Regions from separate parts of the Sus scrofa genome. Here region 1 is linked to region 2. Evidence: chromatin contacts called from public Hi-C data. All regions are on one chromosome and are shown on one strand. Each heading gives the region's core, a stretch centred on a gene start, on an enhancer-like site or on the middle of the called end of the contact. The rest is flanking DNA. Distances are from core to core; before and after follow the strand shown.

What was found. A called contact is a pair of places that touch in the nucleus more often than the background predicts.
Region 1: a Hi-C map of skeletal muscle shows a contact between it and region 2, with 6 times the contacts expected there. The contact joins the promoter of ELAVL1 here to the promoter of TIMM44 in region 2. A contact is called at or near these places in 1 of 5 promoter capture datasets (liver), 7 of 47 Hi-C or Micro-C datasets (alveolar macrophages, embryonic fibroblasts, heart right ventricle and 3 more) and 2 of 2 datasets of contacts at active chromatin or transcription factors (alveolar macrophages and skeletal muscle).

The regions. Positions count from the first base shown.
Region 1 is chr2:71,205,788-71,208,487 of Sscrofa11.1, forward strand. ELAVL1 (ELAV like RNA binding protein 1) reads left to right here and starts at 1,354. Exons shown (of 6, transcript NM_001195334.1): 1 at 1,354-1,480. It also overlaps a transcript of CCL25 not described here.
Region 2 is chr2:71,270,479-71,273,178 of Sscrofa11.1, forward strand. It overlaps TIMM44 (mitochondrial import inner membrane translocase subunit TIM44), which reads left to right and starts at 1,300. Exons shown (of 13, transcript XM_003123200.5): 1 at 1,300-1,451. The coding sequence starts at 1,407.

The sequences.
Region 1 (2,700 bases), core at 104-2,603, 65 kb before region 2:
CCACCAGCCACATGTCAACTGCCCAAAAGCCACATGGAGCTGGTGATTATTAAATGAGACACTGCTGATTAAAAGGCATGCCCATGATGGGAGAAAGTTCTGTTGGATAAACATGACACTATACTACACTATGATTATTTTTTCAGTGTTCTTGACTCTTTCTGGTCCTTCTGCAGATCCTATTGTCTCAATCTTCCTAACAGTCCTCTTTCAAACTGAAATCCCCACATTCCTCACCTATGCCCTCTGTCCAATTTACTTTTCCTCTTACCACTTTTCACCACTGTGTGTGGAATCCACTTGATTTCTTTTCTGCCTCCTCATCTAGCACTGCACGGTCTCATACAGTAGTCACTGGCAACTGCGCTGTTGAGCCCTTGAAACGTAGCCAGTCCAACTTCAGAAGCGCTGTGAGTGTAAAAAAACACCAGATTTCAAAAGCACGTAAAGAAGGAAAAAAAAAAAAAAACATAAAAAGATCTCAGAACTTTTTATATTGGTTACATGTTGAAACAGCTTTTTGGACATAAATTGGGTTCAATAAAACACATCATTAAAATTAACATCTCCTGTTTCTTTTTATTTTTCCCCCTCTAGCATGGCTATAAGAAACGTTAAATTACTCATGTGGCTAACATTTGTGGTACGCTTATACCGCTCTTGGACAGAGCCAGCCTAGAATGTCAACCAAATAGAGGCAGGTATTTTGGCTAGTTCACTGTGCACACATTGACTGGCACGTAGTAGGCACTCAATTAAATTTTAATGAATGGGTGTTAGGCTGAGCATCGGGGTAAACTGCTAGCTCTGATAAGCAACACTGATGGAACGCTGACGGCATCCCATGCCCCGCCTACTCATTACACCAGATAAGGAAACTGAGGCCCGCCGAGGTGACGTCAGCCCCTGCCCAAGGGTACGTAGTGCGGAAACGCTGGGGCCAGGATTCGAACCCGAGTCCTGCCTTTACAGTCCTGGTGCACTGACCGCTCCTACCTTGTAGGGTGGTAACGGTGGCCGCGGCGGCGGTGGGACACATAGGCTCGAGACACACAAAATGCCCCCGATAAAGGGCGCGGCTCTTCGGTCACCGCCTTCCGTCGGCCGCCGTGGGCCAAGCCCCAACTGGCCCCCTCCGCGGCCATCGCCGGCCACCCGCGTCTCTGCCTGCCGCCGAGCCCTTCTCAGGCGGCGCCAGCCGGAAGTCCCGCCTCCGCCGCGCGCCCCGGGGCGCCGCGACAGCAACGCCGGCCAACGAGAAGCGCGCAGTGGCGGACGCTGGCCAATGGGTGCGCGCGTCGGGGGGGCGTGTCCGGGCCGCGGGCCGGAGCGGGTCGTGCGCGCTGAGGAGGAGCCGCCGCCGCCGTCGCCGTCGCCGCCGCTGCCGCCACCGCTACCGAGGCCGAGCGGAGCCGTTAGCGCCGCGCCGCCGCCGCCCGCCCGACCCGGAGCAGCCCCGGGCCATCCCGCCCGCGTCCAGGTGAGGCGGGGGCCTTCGGCGGCGCTCGACGGGGTAGGCCGCGGCAGGCCTGAGCTCGCCTGGCCGGGCCGCGGGCGCTCGCGGGCCTGCACCGGCCGAGGCCCAGGCCGCGCGGGGCTGGGAGGGGACGCGCACGGGCCTCGGCGAGCTGGCGAGGGCCGGCCGCTGTGGGCGCCGGCGACAGGCCCCGGGCCGGATTCCTTGGCCGCCGCGAGGGCCGAAAGAGGGGGACGCGGCGTGGGCACGCGCCTGGCGGCCGGGCTCCACGGCCGGGCCGGGGTAGTCTTGCAAGCCGGCTATCCGGGGGCGGGAGAGCGAAGCCAGAGACGAGGGAGTCGGGTGAGCGCCTTCAGCGCGCAGAGGTCACGGCCCACGGGCACGCTCCCCGGGGAAATCCTATACATTCTTTTGTGGTCGTTGTCAGAGGACCGCGGCCGATCTGAGGTCCTTTTAGAAGTGTGCAAACCCTTCACTATGTATGAGGGTCGAAGAAAAATATATATTTATGGACGCCATCTCTAACAAAGCTGTTTTTGAGGCGTGGGACGTTTGGGTTTGTAAAATTGTGTGTGTGTGTAAAACATAAACTGCACGCAGTTGAACAATGGAGGATGGATGTTCTTCCTTTTCCGGCGTCCTCCGCTGCTAGGCTTATTAAAATGGGTTCTAATACCTACTGTTTGTAGGGCATGTGGGGAAGAACTTCTGCAGGCCCTGCCCCTGGAGGAACAGAGCCCCCTCCCCTTTACTGAAAGTATTCCTGTGGAATCCTGAGAACCAATGTCCAGAAGTGGGACGATGGGGAGGAGGATTCAAGGGTTTTCAACCTTGGCGCTACTGACATTTGGGATCTGATCATTTTTGGTTTGTGGGGGAGGGCTGTTCTGTGTATGGTAGGATGCTGAGTAGCATCCCTGGCCTCTACCCACGAGACGCCAGCAGCATCCATGTCCCCTAGTTGTGAAGATCAAAAATATCTTCAGATGTTGCTGAAAGTATCTCACACACACACACACACACACACACACGCGCGCGCGCGCGCTTACACATGTGAGAACCACCACTGGACTAAATGATATTACCCTAAAAGTTCCCTTAGCCCCATCTCTGATGCCTTGGAACGGAAGGCTCCCAAAACGTTGAACAGATTCAGCTGTGGGAGCCTTCGTTTTCTTATCTATGAAACAGGACGGATGAGAATATTGCTGTACAGATATTAA
Region 2 (2,700 bases), core at 50-2,549:
GCCACAGCCACAGCAATGTGGGATCCGAGCCCCATCTACGACCTACAACACAGCTCATGGCAACGCTGTATCCCTAACTCACTAAGCAGGGCCAGGGACTGAATGCGCATCCTCATGGATACTAGTGGGGTTCCTTACAGCTGAACCATGACAGGAACTCCCAACATATATATCTTAAAATCCAGCCTACTACAAAAATGGGGGAGAGAGGGTTAAACCTGTTGATTATCCCCTCCCAGTCTCCTTTACAGGCTCCTCATTCTCCATTTGGGCCTTTGATGTGCCCGTCTGACCTCCTGTCCCTGGGCACCTCTGAAGCACAGACTTTCCTTTGGGGAACAGATCTGTATATCCCAACCATTTAACAAGTTTGCTCCTCTTCGAGTAAAGATATTTCAAACAAAGCCAGAATGGAAGCCCTCATCCCTTCTCACTTGGAGGTGGGCTCCGGAGGGACAGAGAATTTAGATCTCTCCAACCCTGAAGCCAGGGAGTGTGTTGCCTCCTTTTCAAGTTCAACAAACTTTAACCATAGTTGAGTAACGAAAAAAGTTTCAATAGGGCAAAGGCAACAAACTTTAGCTCCCCCCCAGGGTACCAGCCCACAGCCCCTCCCTAGCTTCAGACTGCACGGCCATTGTCAAGGTACCGCCACTTGGTGGCGGCATTCTCGAAATGGAAAATAGTTCTGGGTGCTGACATGACAGAGGCCTGAGCTTCTTCAGGGCCAGGTGTGTCACTTCACACTGAATCGATGGAGGGAGGAGTGACACCCAGTCTGGTCTCAGCTTCTCTTTTCTGGACCAAAACCAACAGGTGCCTTCCCAAAGTGCTGTACAAAAGTTGGTTCATTCTTGAAGGAACTCACTTGCCAGTCTGTTGATCACTGCTAGTCATAGCCAGTGAGAGCCAGAGTAAGTCGCTATGGAGCTGGTCCTTTGGTCAGTCAGAATCCAAATGAATCGGTCCTGGGGCAAGTCGCTGTGTCTACAGGTTCCTCGCAAACACGCGATCCCCGCGTGGTCTGTAGGAGAATCGCTGCTCGCAACAGAATCCACGCCCTCCGGTTCCGCCCCTTTGCAGTCTTATCCAACTATAGGTCTCTATCTCACAGGAGTGCTCGTCCCCCAGACCACATCCAGTCTTAGGCCTCGCTCCTCCTAATTCTACCCTATCAGAGATCTCCCTATTAGAAGTTCCCCGCCCCATCAGGCCTCGCCCCTACCATGGACCTTGCTCTCTCTACGGCCCCGCCCCCCTTGGGAGCCCTGTCCAATAACAGGACTGTCCCTCTCATAAACCCCGCCTTCAGGTCCCCCTTTTCCCAGGCTCAGGGCGCACCAGGCAGACGCGGTGGGTGACGCCATCGGATCGCGCTGCGAGAAGGTCATACGGGATCCTCCAGCATGGCGGCGGCGGCGCTGCGGGGAGGCTGGTGCCGCTGCCCGCGGGTGAGCAGACGTGCGGAGCCAGGGAACGGGCCTAGGGAAGCTCCGGACCCGTGACCTTCAGAGCTTCTTTCTCCCCAGGACTTTGGCCCTTTAGGCCCTGCCCTGGTTTCGTCGAGAAGCTCATAGTTTGGTCCCTTGGGTCAGCCGAGGCCGGGGCGGGGACCCGGGAACGAGAGCCCCGGAACGAGGTCCCCGGAGCGAGGCTTGAGGGCGGGGGCCGAGCGTGTCCGGCTGGGGGTGGCAGTGCACCGAGCCGGGCAGGGAGCAGATCGCCCCTCACTTCCTGGCCGGACTCCACGTGCACCAAGGAGTGAATGGTGTCCGTGGCTCACAGTGGAGAAAAAGTGGCGAGAAGGCAAAAAAACGTGACAATCACAGCTCACCTTTATATACCAGGCCCCCTACCTAGAACATTTTCTGCTTCGCCTCTTCTAATCTCTCTGAAAGTGCGAAAGGTAGTTGTTGCCCTGGCTAAGAGCCTGGGCTCTCAGAAGTGGTGGTGGTGAAGACCTGTAAAGTGCATTCAGAAAATAGTACTCACGCTGCTGCTGCTTGTCGCTATTTCACAGGTTAGGAAACAGAATTCCTAAGTATGAAGCTAGTCCCAGAGCTAGTGGGGTGCCTGACCTGGTCCAAAACAGGTCAGTCTGGCTCCGAAGCCAGATTCTGGAGAAAGGAAAATATGTCATAGGAATCTTGAGTGTCAGGAGAAAGATTATGTTTTTGACTCAAGACTGAGGAGTTTTTTTTTTTAACAGTTGGGCTATATGTCATTTAGTGGTTGAATTCACACCTGTTTTGATTTGCGCCCAAGACTGAAGGAGAACCAACCTCAGATTTGGTCCTGCTGTGAGATTTTTCTCCCAAGTTAGACAGACATCCACTTTTTTTTTTTTTTTTTTTTTTTTTTTTAAGGGCTGCACTCTTGGCACATGGAAGTTCCCAGGCTAGGGGTTAAATCGGAGCTGCAGCTGCCAGCCTACCCCACAGTCATAGCAATGCCAGATCCAAGCTGCACCTGTGACTTACACGGCAGCTCATGGCAATGCCAGATCCTCAACCCACTGAGTGAGGCCAGGGATCAGACCTTCATCCTCATGGATACTAGTTGGGTTCATTATTGCTGAGCCACCACGGGAACTCGCCTATGGCATGGGGAGGTTCCTGGGCCAGGAGTCGAACCTGTGCCACAGCAGTGACCTGAGCCACTGCAGTGACAAAGCCAGATCCTTAACCCACTGTGCCACAG